Regions from separate parts of the Muntiacus reevesi genome. Here region 1 is linked to region 2. Evidence: chromatin contacts called from public Hi-C data. All regions are on one chromosome and are shown on one strand. The core of a region is the stretch at or near the end of the contact, and the rest is flanking DNA. Distances in the headings are between cores, read along the strand shown. Region 1 holds the start of DDIAS (DNA damage induced apoptosis suppressor). Region 2 holds the start of CCDC90B (coiled-coil domain containing 90B).

Evidence for each region. A called contact is a pair of places that touch in the nucleus more often than the background predicts.
Region 1: a contact with region 2 is called in a Hi-C map of blood, with 3 times the contacts expected there. The contact joins the promoter of DDIAS here to the promoter of CCDC90B in region 2. A contact is called at or near these places in 2 of 3 Hi-C or Micro-C datasets (blood and muscle).

Annotation. Positions count from the first base shown.
Region 1 is chr5:12,625,469-12,629,935 of mMunRee1.1, reverse strand. DDIAS (DNA damage induced apoptosis suppressor) reads left to right here and starts at 1,452. Exons shown (of 7, transcript XM_065936991.1): 1 at 1,452-1,559; 2 at 1,670-1,797. PRCP (prolylcarboxypeptidase) reads right to left here and starts at 1,407. Exons shown (of 9, transcript XM_065936994.1): 1 at 1,368-1,407.
Region 2 is chr5:12,282,616-12,287,442 of mMunRee1.1, reverse strand. CCDC90B (coiled-coil domain containing 90B) reads right to left here and starts at 2,463. Exons shown (of 9, transcript XM_065936973.1): 1 at 1,957-2,463. The coding sequence starts at 2,056.

The DNA of each region.
Region 1 (4,467 bases), core at 203-2,702, 340 kb before region 2:
CCTTTAGTCCCTTCCGACTCAAAGCCTGCCTTTATCATCCCAGGGCCCCTCCTATCTGACCTCTGAACCCCATTCTTAACTATATCACTCCCCCACAAACACTTTCCCCCCACCCTATATCCTCCCGTTTATCGTCACTGCCAAACCCTGCCCTGTCCACCTCTATTTCATCGCCACATCCTTGTCCTCCACAAACCCTACATAATAATAGCGTGTGCATGCGTGCGAACGCGCTAAGCCGCTTGAGTCCTGTCCAACTCTTTGCGACCCTATAGACGGTAGCCTGCCAAGCTCCTCTGCCCATGGAATTCTCCAGGCAAGAATACTCGAGTGAGTTGCCATGCCCTCCTCCAGGAGAATCTTCACAACCCAAGGATCTAACCCAAGTCTCCCGCATTGCAGGCGGATTCTTCAGCGTCTGAGCCACCAGGGCAGCCCCGGGAAGGGCTACTGCCAACTAAAAACTGGTACTAGCCACCAGCTCTACAAGGACTAAATCACTCACTAGTCACTCAGCCCTGACAGTCAAAACAGCCTGAAAGGAGGAGCTCAGGGTACAGATCTGCTCCTCCTGACTGGCAGCGGCACCTACCAATCCGTATTAATGTGTGCATATCCTGCCCTTTTCACTAAAATCATATATACTACTAACCTTCCCCACTACCTCTTTGAAGCAGTTCCTCAGCGATATGGGAGACGCTGTCTCTAGGGTTATAGGCCTCATTTTGTCCTACTACAGGTCACGATAGCACTGGTCTTAGTGGCAGACACTAACTCAATCATGGGTCGTGTATGACTGCTACCCTCACTTACAGCTGAGGACACTGAGGTGAGGAGAGGTGCCGGGACTTGCACTAAGTCACTCAGATAGGAACCAGTGTAGCACGGCTTCCTGGCTCCTTTGCACCGCCACCTCCGGGTCAGCCTAATCACCTCCTAGGGGACTCTGGCGGTTGGTCACCCCTACACATGCGTGAAGCCCACGCAGTCCACTTCTCAACTGAGGTCGCCTCGGAATCCCACTAGGTCCGGGTCCCTGCTTCCAAGCTACGCCCCCTTCCGTCTTCCGGCACCCAGCTTCGGACCCCGCCTTCCCCTCTCCTTGGGGGCAGTCCCAGCCTCAGAGGGCGGAGTCCCCTTCGGTCTTCGCGACTCTCCCACCACCGACTTCCGCTTCTCCTTCCAGTCAGCCAGGTGAACGTCTGAGGGGCGCTCCCACCCACTACCACCCTTCCCGGGGTCCCTACGCCTAGCTGGCTCAACGCTGCCTCAAAATCAACTGTACAGACTGTTCTACTGCTCCATCAGTTGGGAAAGGACACTTGCCAAACCCTCTCTGACAAAAATGGTCGTTCCCAAAAGCTCACAAGTTGTCGCGTTACATCTCCACCCTCGGCGGCGTCTTCTTCTGATTGGCTCTGAGGGCAGACAGTCATGGCGTCACTTCCGGCGGAAGGAAGCGCGGGAGATTCGATTGGCAGACACTCTCTTGCCGCTTGAGTCCTGGGGGTCCGCGTCACTGAGCTTCGCCCGGGCAGGTTCCTGGTCTTCTACCTCAGGTGAGGAGGTGCGGGAGGAGATTCTCGGGGAACAAGGGCCGGAGACTCCTAAGAAGACCCCTAAACGTCGTTCTGAGTGAGCCTCAGAGCATTCTACGTTGTTTTTTCAGGAGTCAGTCTCTTCCATAAAAGGGCGGTTATGAGAGTAGAAGAGTGAGAAGGTCTGTTCTTTTCATTTTAGACGGTGCTGTTGCAGTCAATCAGAGAGCGTCTGTGTGTGCCATCGGCCTGGAAACGGGTAAGTGTCTGGAACCCGAAATACAGGGAGGAAAAGGTGCTACTGCAAATTTTGAGTTGCTCGGAGGTTCGTACACAGCTGGCTGCTATGCCCAGTAGTATCTGCTAAAAAGGGATCTTTTCCAAACTGCTTTGATGACTCAGAGGGACAAGTGCTTCAACTGAGCAGGGTGTTCAAACCAGAAACAAGTTTTCTAGGTACCTTCCTTGTCTCTCACATCAAGCCATACCAACCTCTTGAATATCTCAATCCATACACTTCTCGCCAGTTTTACTTTGGTTCAGCACAACAGTTTCCTAACTATGACTGTAGCCTCCCAGCTGGTTCTTTCAATTTCCTTACGTTCCAATACAGTCTCCATGTTGCTAGGCTGATAAAGTACAGATCTGATCAGGGCACTCCCCATTAAAAAACCTTTCCTTTGGTCGCTCCTGTTTGCCCTCAGGTTTAAGTCTAAACTCCTTAACGTGGTTAACGGGGCCCTTCTTGTCTGGCCTTTGCCTAGTACTCCAACTTTGTTTTTCCACCTCTCCAGCCCTGTGCTCCAACCACATGGAATATCCTTTTGAGTCCCTCAAATACACCATTCTCCCTCACCTTCAGACTCCTTCTGAATCCCATTCCACCTAGTTCTTACTCATTCTTTAGGTCTCAATTTATGAAGCTTTCTAAATCAGGAAGCCTTTCGTCATCCTGCAAAATTGGGTCACAAAGAACCCAGTAGTTACTTACTCATTCTACAGATAGTTTTTAAGCGTCTCCCTCTGTGCCAAGAACTTCTAGGTATTAGGATCACAATGGTGAACAAGATGTGAGATTCCTTCCTAATGGAACTTAAACTTTTTATGTGTGGATTTAAAAAGAGTGAAGTGGAATATATTTGAGTTAGGTTTGTCTGGGAAGGCCTCTGAGGAATTGACACTTAAATTGAGGCCTAGAAGATGAGAATGATCTAACCATGCAATAGAAGAAAGGAAGAAAATTCCAGAGTGAACAGGTTATGTGAAGGCCTTAAAGCAGGAAAGAACTTAGCATCTTAATGTTCAAGAAACTAAGAAAAGGCTAGTGTTGCTGGAATGTGTTCAGAAAGGACAGCTGCATGAGATGATTTTTTTCTTTCTATCTCTAACCCTGTCCCCTTCCCCATCTCTGGAACTTTACCTGTCATAAGTGCAATGAACAAACTGTGCTTGACACTCACTAAGAGTTTCCTGAGTAGTGTTTTTAAAATATTTTTCATCATTATTTCTCCAAACAAAAGAGGTTTTGTCTGTTTTTTGTTTATTTGATTTTTTTTTTAATCTCCTGCCTTCCTCTCCCTTTTCCAGAATTTTCATTTTAATGTCAGAAGATCATTTCTCAAGGACTTGTTATGACTGCCATTAGAAAGATTAGACAAAGTATGCACTCTTAGAGGGAGGCTATTAGACAGCTTTAATAAAGCAACTCAAAATAACTACCCTTTCCATAGCTGAGGAGTCTGTCCTATAATATATGAAATGGGAAATCTGAGAGCAACAGAATGACAAAGATTTTCTTGCAAAGCAAGAGCAGTTTGAGGAGGAATGAAGAAAGGGAGAGGAGTTAGTCACATCTTCTTTTCTGTATGCCGTTAGAAGTGTGGGCCAGTTTTTTAAAGGAGTGCTTTCATCCTTGTCCATAGTCTTAGACTGAATCAGTCCCCCTATTATATTTTCTCATGGTATAATGTACTTTTCCTGTATAGAATTTTCCACCTATCTCTTACTAAGCTATAGATCTAGTGACCAGGTAAGGACCTTGTCTATTTTGTTCATCACTTATATTATTCCCATCACCTGGTATTTATCAACTGCACAATAAATAATTGATAAATAAGTAAGTATATTTGAACTTGGACTTCACAGGTGACACTAGTAGTAAAGAATCTGCCTGCTGATGCAGGAAACACAAGAGTCGCAGGTTCGATCCCTGGGTCTGGAAGATCTCCTGGAATAGGAAATGACAACCTGCTATGGTATTCTCGCCTGAAAAATTCCATGGACAGAAGCACCTGGCGGGCTATGTCCATGGGGCCACAGAATCAGGCGCGACTGAGCACATATTGAACTTATTAAATTGGAATATGGTTTGTTGACTGTGGTGGAACTGAAAGCAATGTAACGCTGTATCACCACCTCCCCAATAAAATCAAGAAGAAAGATAAACCGCAGATAGACACCACATATGGAATTGTCCCCAAGTCTGTGATCATGTTTTCCTAACTTTAGTATTTGCTCATTCCTCATGCTTCATTCAGTTTTCCATCAAACATGGATTCAATACCTTAAGTCAGGCACTAGAGAGAGACACAAAACAAACTAGATGAGAAGAATCATAAGGAAATACTATGGAAACAGCCAAGGGAATGACTATAGTGACTGCCTAAAAGGATCTGATTTCATATTTGTCCACTGCCAGTGGATGGAAAGTCTTTTTGCTGTTTGCTGAGTTTACCAAGTGAAACGCAAATAATAAAAATACCTTAATGACCTATTTCATTTCAGTTCTCAAATTTACCCATTGTTTTCTGAACATACTTATTTCTCCACTAGAGGGCAATAAACCCTTAAATAATAACAATTTAACCAACTTCTTGCCTTTAAAAATATAGTGATTAGTGCTTGCACAATTAATTTAGAAATTAATTCC
Region 2 (4,827 bases), core at 1,214-3,713:
AAAAATTTAAAAACAGAAAATAAAGTATAATGGAAAAGAATCTGAAAAAGAACATATAGTATAGATGTGTATATATATAACACCACTGCTGAAACTAACACAACTCTAAATCAACTATACTTGAATTAAAATTAAAAATTAAAAAATATTACTAACTTTAGAGTCGTGACACTTCAATGACATAGCTGATTATTAATATATATTTTTTCATGCTGGTCTGTTGATGTATGCTGTGCTAGTTCCATCAAGATTATCAGCATTAATATATTAAATAATAAACTAACACAAGATCTATGGACTCCACATCCAGAGACTGACTTCTCAGGGACAGCCAAAACTGTTTTAAGAAGCTCAGTGTTTCTGATGTTCTGCTAAGCAAGAGAAATAGTAATGAACTAGGAATCCAGCACCAGTGGTCACAAAACTTACACAAATAACATCTTCCTGTGCCTTGTTTTATCTTTAAAATGGTAATTCAACTAGATGAAAACTAAGATCCTTCCCTGGGTCAGAGACCAAGGTTTTCAAATTCCTTGATTACTGACTTGAGGCAAGCTTAAACTACTTGAACACTGTAAACAATCAATAAATATTTGTTTAGTGATGAGGGACCCAAATTATATTAGCTCTGAAAGTTTACTAAAGATTGAGACTGGGGTGATTTCCCAGGGTTCAAAAAATATCCGTTTTTTGTACAGTCCATCATAATGTGTATGTATGCTAAACTCCATGGGGGTCTCAAAAGAGTTAGATATGACTGAGCGACTAAATACACACACCAACTCAACATCTTTGTTGTCGTTCAGTCGCTCAGTCGTGTCCGACTTTTTGCAACCCAATGGACTGCAGCATGCCAGATTTCCCTGTCATTCACCATCTTTGCAGCTTGCTCAAACTCATGTCCATTGAGTCAGTGATGCCATCCAACCAGCTCGTCCTAAGTAAGTACAAATACCGTGCCAAGGACCCTGGGCACTAAACAAGTCTTAGAGATGGGGCGGGGGGTGTCAATAACTGCAGCCTTACTGTGTGACTAAAATGAAACGAGCAAAACAGCACAAAGTTGTGGTGCTGGGCAGCTCAGTTCACCCGGCACTGAAGAATTAAGGTGAATTCTTTCGCGGTTTAGTGATGAGGGACCTAACATCACTAGATCTAGTGACCCTAGATCACTAGAGAACGCTGAGGTTAGTACGAAGTGCCTACTCTGCAGACAACCCCAAAGGGTTTAAAAATTGTGGGGAAAAGATTCTGGGAATGACTCTCAATAAATTCAGTTGACCAGCACACACTGGTGACAGGCGCGCCCGCCCGTCAACCACTGTAGCTTCGCGTGATCACGTTCCTTTTGCTTGAAAGGCGATTGCCAAATACTGAAAACCACAGCGTAAATAAAGCGCTGGTTGTTCAGCCGCTCAGTCGAGTCCGACTCTGTGACCCCACGGGCTGCAGCATGCCAGGTTTCCCTGTCCTTCATCATCTCTCGGAGTTGGCTCCCGAGTACCGAAAACTAGAGCGAAACTAAAGCGGACCTGACGGGAAACGTGCGCTGTAGATTACCTGGGCTGGAGGACGGCACCCGAGTAACAGTCTAAGTTTGAACAAACCGCGAAAGGTGACGGGCCTCTCCGGGCACAAACTACAACACCTGCGAGGGGGCGGGGACGACCAGCCTCCTTCGACAGAGAAGGGTTCAGAGAGACACCTGGCGGGGCTCGAGCGAAAGAGCCGGGCGGGAAGACAGGCCTTCGGAGGCTCGCGCTCCCGTTCTCGGCCGTCGCGCCTACCGCCTCAACCCCTCGGGGCGAGGCTCGGCAGCAGGGTCGCCAGGCCCCGGAGCGGGCTGGAGGGAGGCGGCGGCACCCTCGCGTTCCTCTCGCCCAAGCCGGCACCAGCCACCGGCACCACCTCCCCACAGAGCACACAGGCATCGGGCGACGCGGTGCCTTTTCTCACCTCTCCGCAGGGCCGGCGAAAAACGCCCACAGGGGCTCGAAACCCGGCGGCTCCCGCCGCCTTCACAACGCAAGAGCGGTCGAAGCCAGCGGCCCCACATTTCACGGGTTTTCCAGCCGGAGGCAGCCGGGTGAGAAGACAGGGCGAATCGCGCTCAGGCTTTCGGGCAACGTAGTTCTGGCGCCAAGAGCATGCTGGGAAATGTAGTTTTCGGCCCGTAGCAACTACACAGGGCTTCCCGGCACAGGCTCGCACCGCGCGCGGTCTCGCGAAGTTGGGCCCCTCCACAGACTGACCCGGAGCTCACCAGCATGGTTCACAGCGGCTCCGCTTCTCTCACCGCCTCACCCCAACCCGTACACGCCGTTACCGCCCTAAGAAGCGGAATCTTGTTTCAGAACCTCCCGGTGCCCGTTCTCTGGCAATGAGGTGTGCAGCTAAACGGCCGACTCCCGCCGGAGAGCCAGCGGCCATCACCGGTTTGGATTGGTGGACGACAGAGTCACGTCCAACCCCGCGGCAACCTGGGACGTGCAGGTCTTGGCCGCCGAGCATGCCGGGAGTTGCGCAGAGCGCTTCTGGGAAGTGTAGTCCCCCCGAGGCTCTTATTTCTCATTTCTTGCCGCTTCTCCCTCTAGTGTAGGGGAGGACCATATTTATTTGGTTTAGTTGCTGTCTTGAGGGAAATTGAATTCTCTAGTTTCTCGGGACGACCTGATTTATATATCACCATTTTATCTCTCTCAGACCTCAGTTACTCCAGTTTTCCCCACATGGTAAAACGTTAAAAGTAGCAGCACACAGTAGTTGTGGGGTTCAGATGCGGGGATGCCAGTACTTCGACCACCTCATGCGAAGAGCTGACTCATTGGGAAAGACCCTGATGCTGGGAGGGATCGGGGGCAGGAGGAGAAGGGGACGACAGAGGATGAGATGGCTGGATGGCATCTCCAACTCGATGGGCATGAGTTTGAGTAAACTCTGGGAGTTGGTGATGGACAGGGAGTCCTGGCGTGCTGCGATTCATGGGGTCGCAAAGAGTCGGACACGACTGAGCGACTGAACTGAACTGAACTGAACTGATTCTCTGTAAATTCTTTCATATTAGTTCAAACGACAAAGAACCTGCCTGCGGTGAGGGAGACCTGGGAACATCCTCTGGAGGAGGGCATGGCTGCCCACTCCAGTTTTCTTGCCTGGAGAATCCCCATGGACAGAGGAGCCTGGCGGGCTGCAGTCCATGGGGTCGCCAAGGGTCGGACACGACTGAGGGCCTAACACAGCAAAGTGGTGAACAACCGCCAGATTTTCGTGGCTTAATTATTCTTACAAGAATGTAAACTTAGCACTCAATCTTACCGATTTGTTTTCAGCGCTTTGCGTCAGCCGAGTGACAAGCACCGTTCTAAGCACTGAGACACGCTAGAAGAACAGGAGTCCCTTCGCCACCACATTGTTAACCGGCTATACCCCAGTGCAAAATAAAAAGTTTAAAGTAGGGGGGGAAGAAAGAAGAGAAGGAACACAATTCCTGACAGGGCTTTAACAGTGTATGGAGAGGAAATATAAATGATTATTTAAATATTGAAAAACAAAGAACAACCCCTCCTCAAAAAGAGTTTAATCTCACAGCTTAAAAAAAAAAAAGGTATAACAGAAGGATATATCATTATTACCTGTTAAACATTTTCTAAAAAATAATGATCAGTTCTACCAAATAAACCATCAGATACAGTTGCGCAAGCTACTGGCAGGAGTTTATGTTAGTATAACATATTTGGAAAACAATGTAATAATATATATAAACTCTAAAAATTGAATAGCTAATTTCACTTCTAAGAATTTACTCTAAAAAAAATTACCTTGTAGCTAAGATTTTTTTTAAGTTTTTATTATTATTTATTTATTTGGCTGCACAAGGGATATTTTAATTGCGGCATGTGGGATCTAGTTCCCAGACCAGGGATTGAACCTGGGGCCCTCCGTTGGGAGTGTAGCATCTTAGCCACTGGGCTACCAGGGAAGTCCCTGTAGCTAAGATTTAAAAAAAAATTTTAACTCTTGCAGTGTTATTTATAATAATGACAGATTAGAAATAATCTGGTGGCTCAGATGGTAAAGAATCCACCTGCAATGCCAGAGACCTGGGTTTGATCCCTGGGTTGGAAAGATCCCCTGGAGAAGGGCATGGCAATCCACTCCAGTATTCTTGCTTGGAGAATCCCCATGGACAGAGGAGCCTGGTGGGCTACAGTCTATGGGGTGGCAAAGAGTTGGACATGACTGAGTGACTCAGCACAGCACAGAAATAATTTAAATATTCAAAATGATTCAGTAACTTGCAGAAATATCCCTAATTGGAATATTATGCAATCATTGCTGCTACGTCGCTTCAGTTGTGTCCGACGCTATGAGACCCCATAGATGGCAGCCCACCAGGCTCCCCCGTCCCTGGGATTCTTCAGGCAAGAACACTGGAGTGGGTTGCCATTTCCTTCTCCAATGCATGAAAGTGAAAAGTGAAAGTGAAGTCGCTCAGTCGTGTCCGACTCTTAGCGACCCCATGGACTGCAGCCTACCAGGCTCCTCCATCCATGGGATTTTCCAGGCAAGAGTACTGGAGTGGGGTGCCATTGCCTTCTCTGATGCAATCATTAAAAAAACTTAGTGACAAGAAAATGTTTAATTTGTATACTTATATAACTATATCCCCAATATGATTTTAAGTCTGTTAAATGAGATAAGTAAAGTCAACAGGTGTTATTAATAAAAATAACTCCAACTGCTCTTTAGGAGCTCTCAGTATACTGGAAGAAAAAGACCAGTAAGTGAGAACACAAAATTTTTATTTACCTTAAATTCAATAATGAT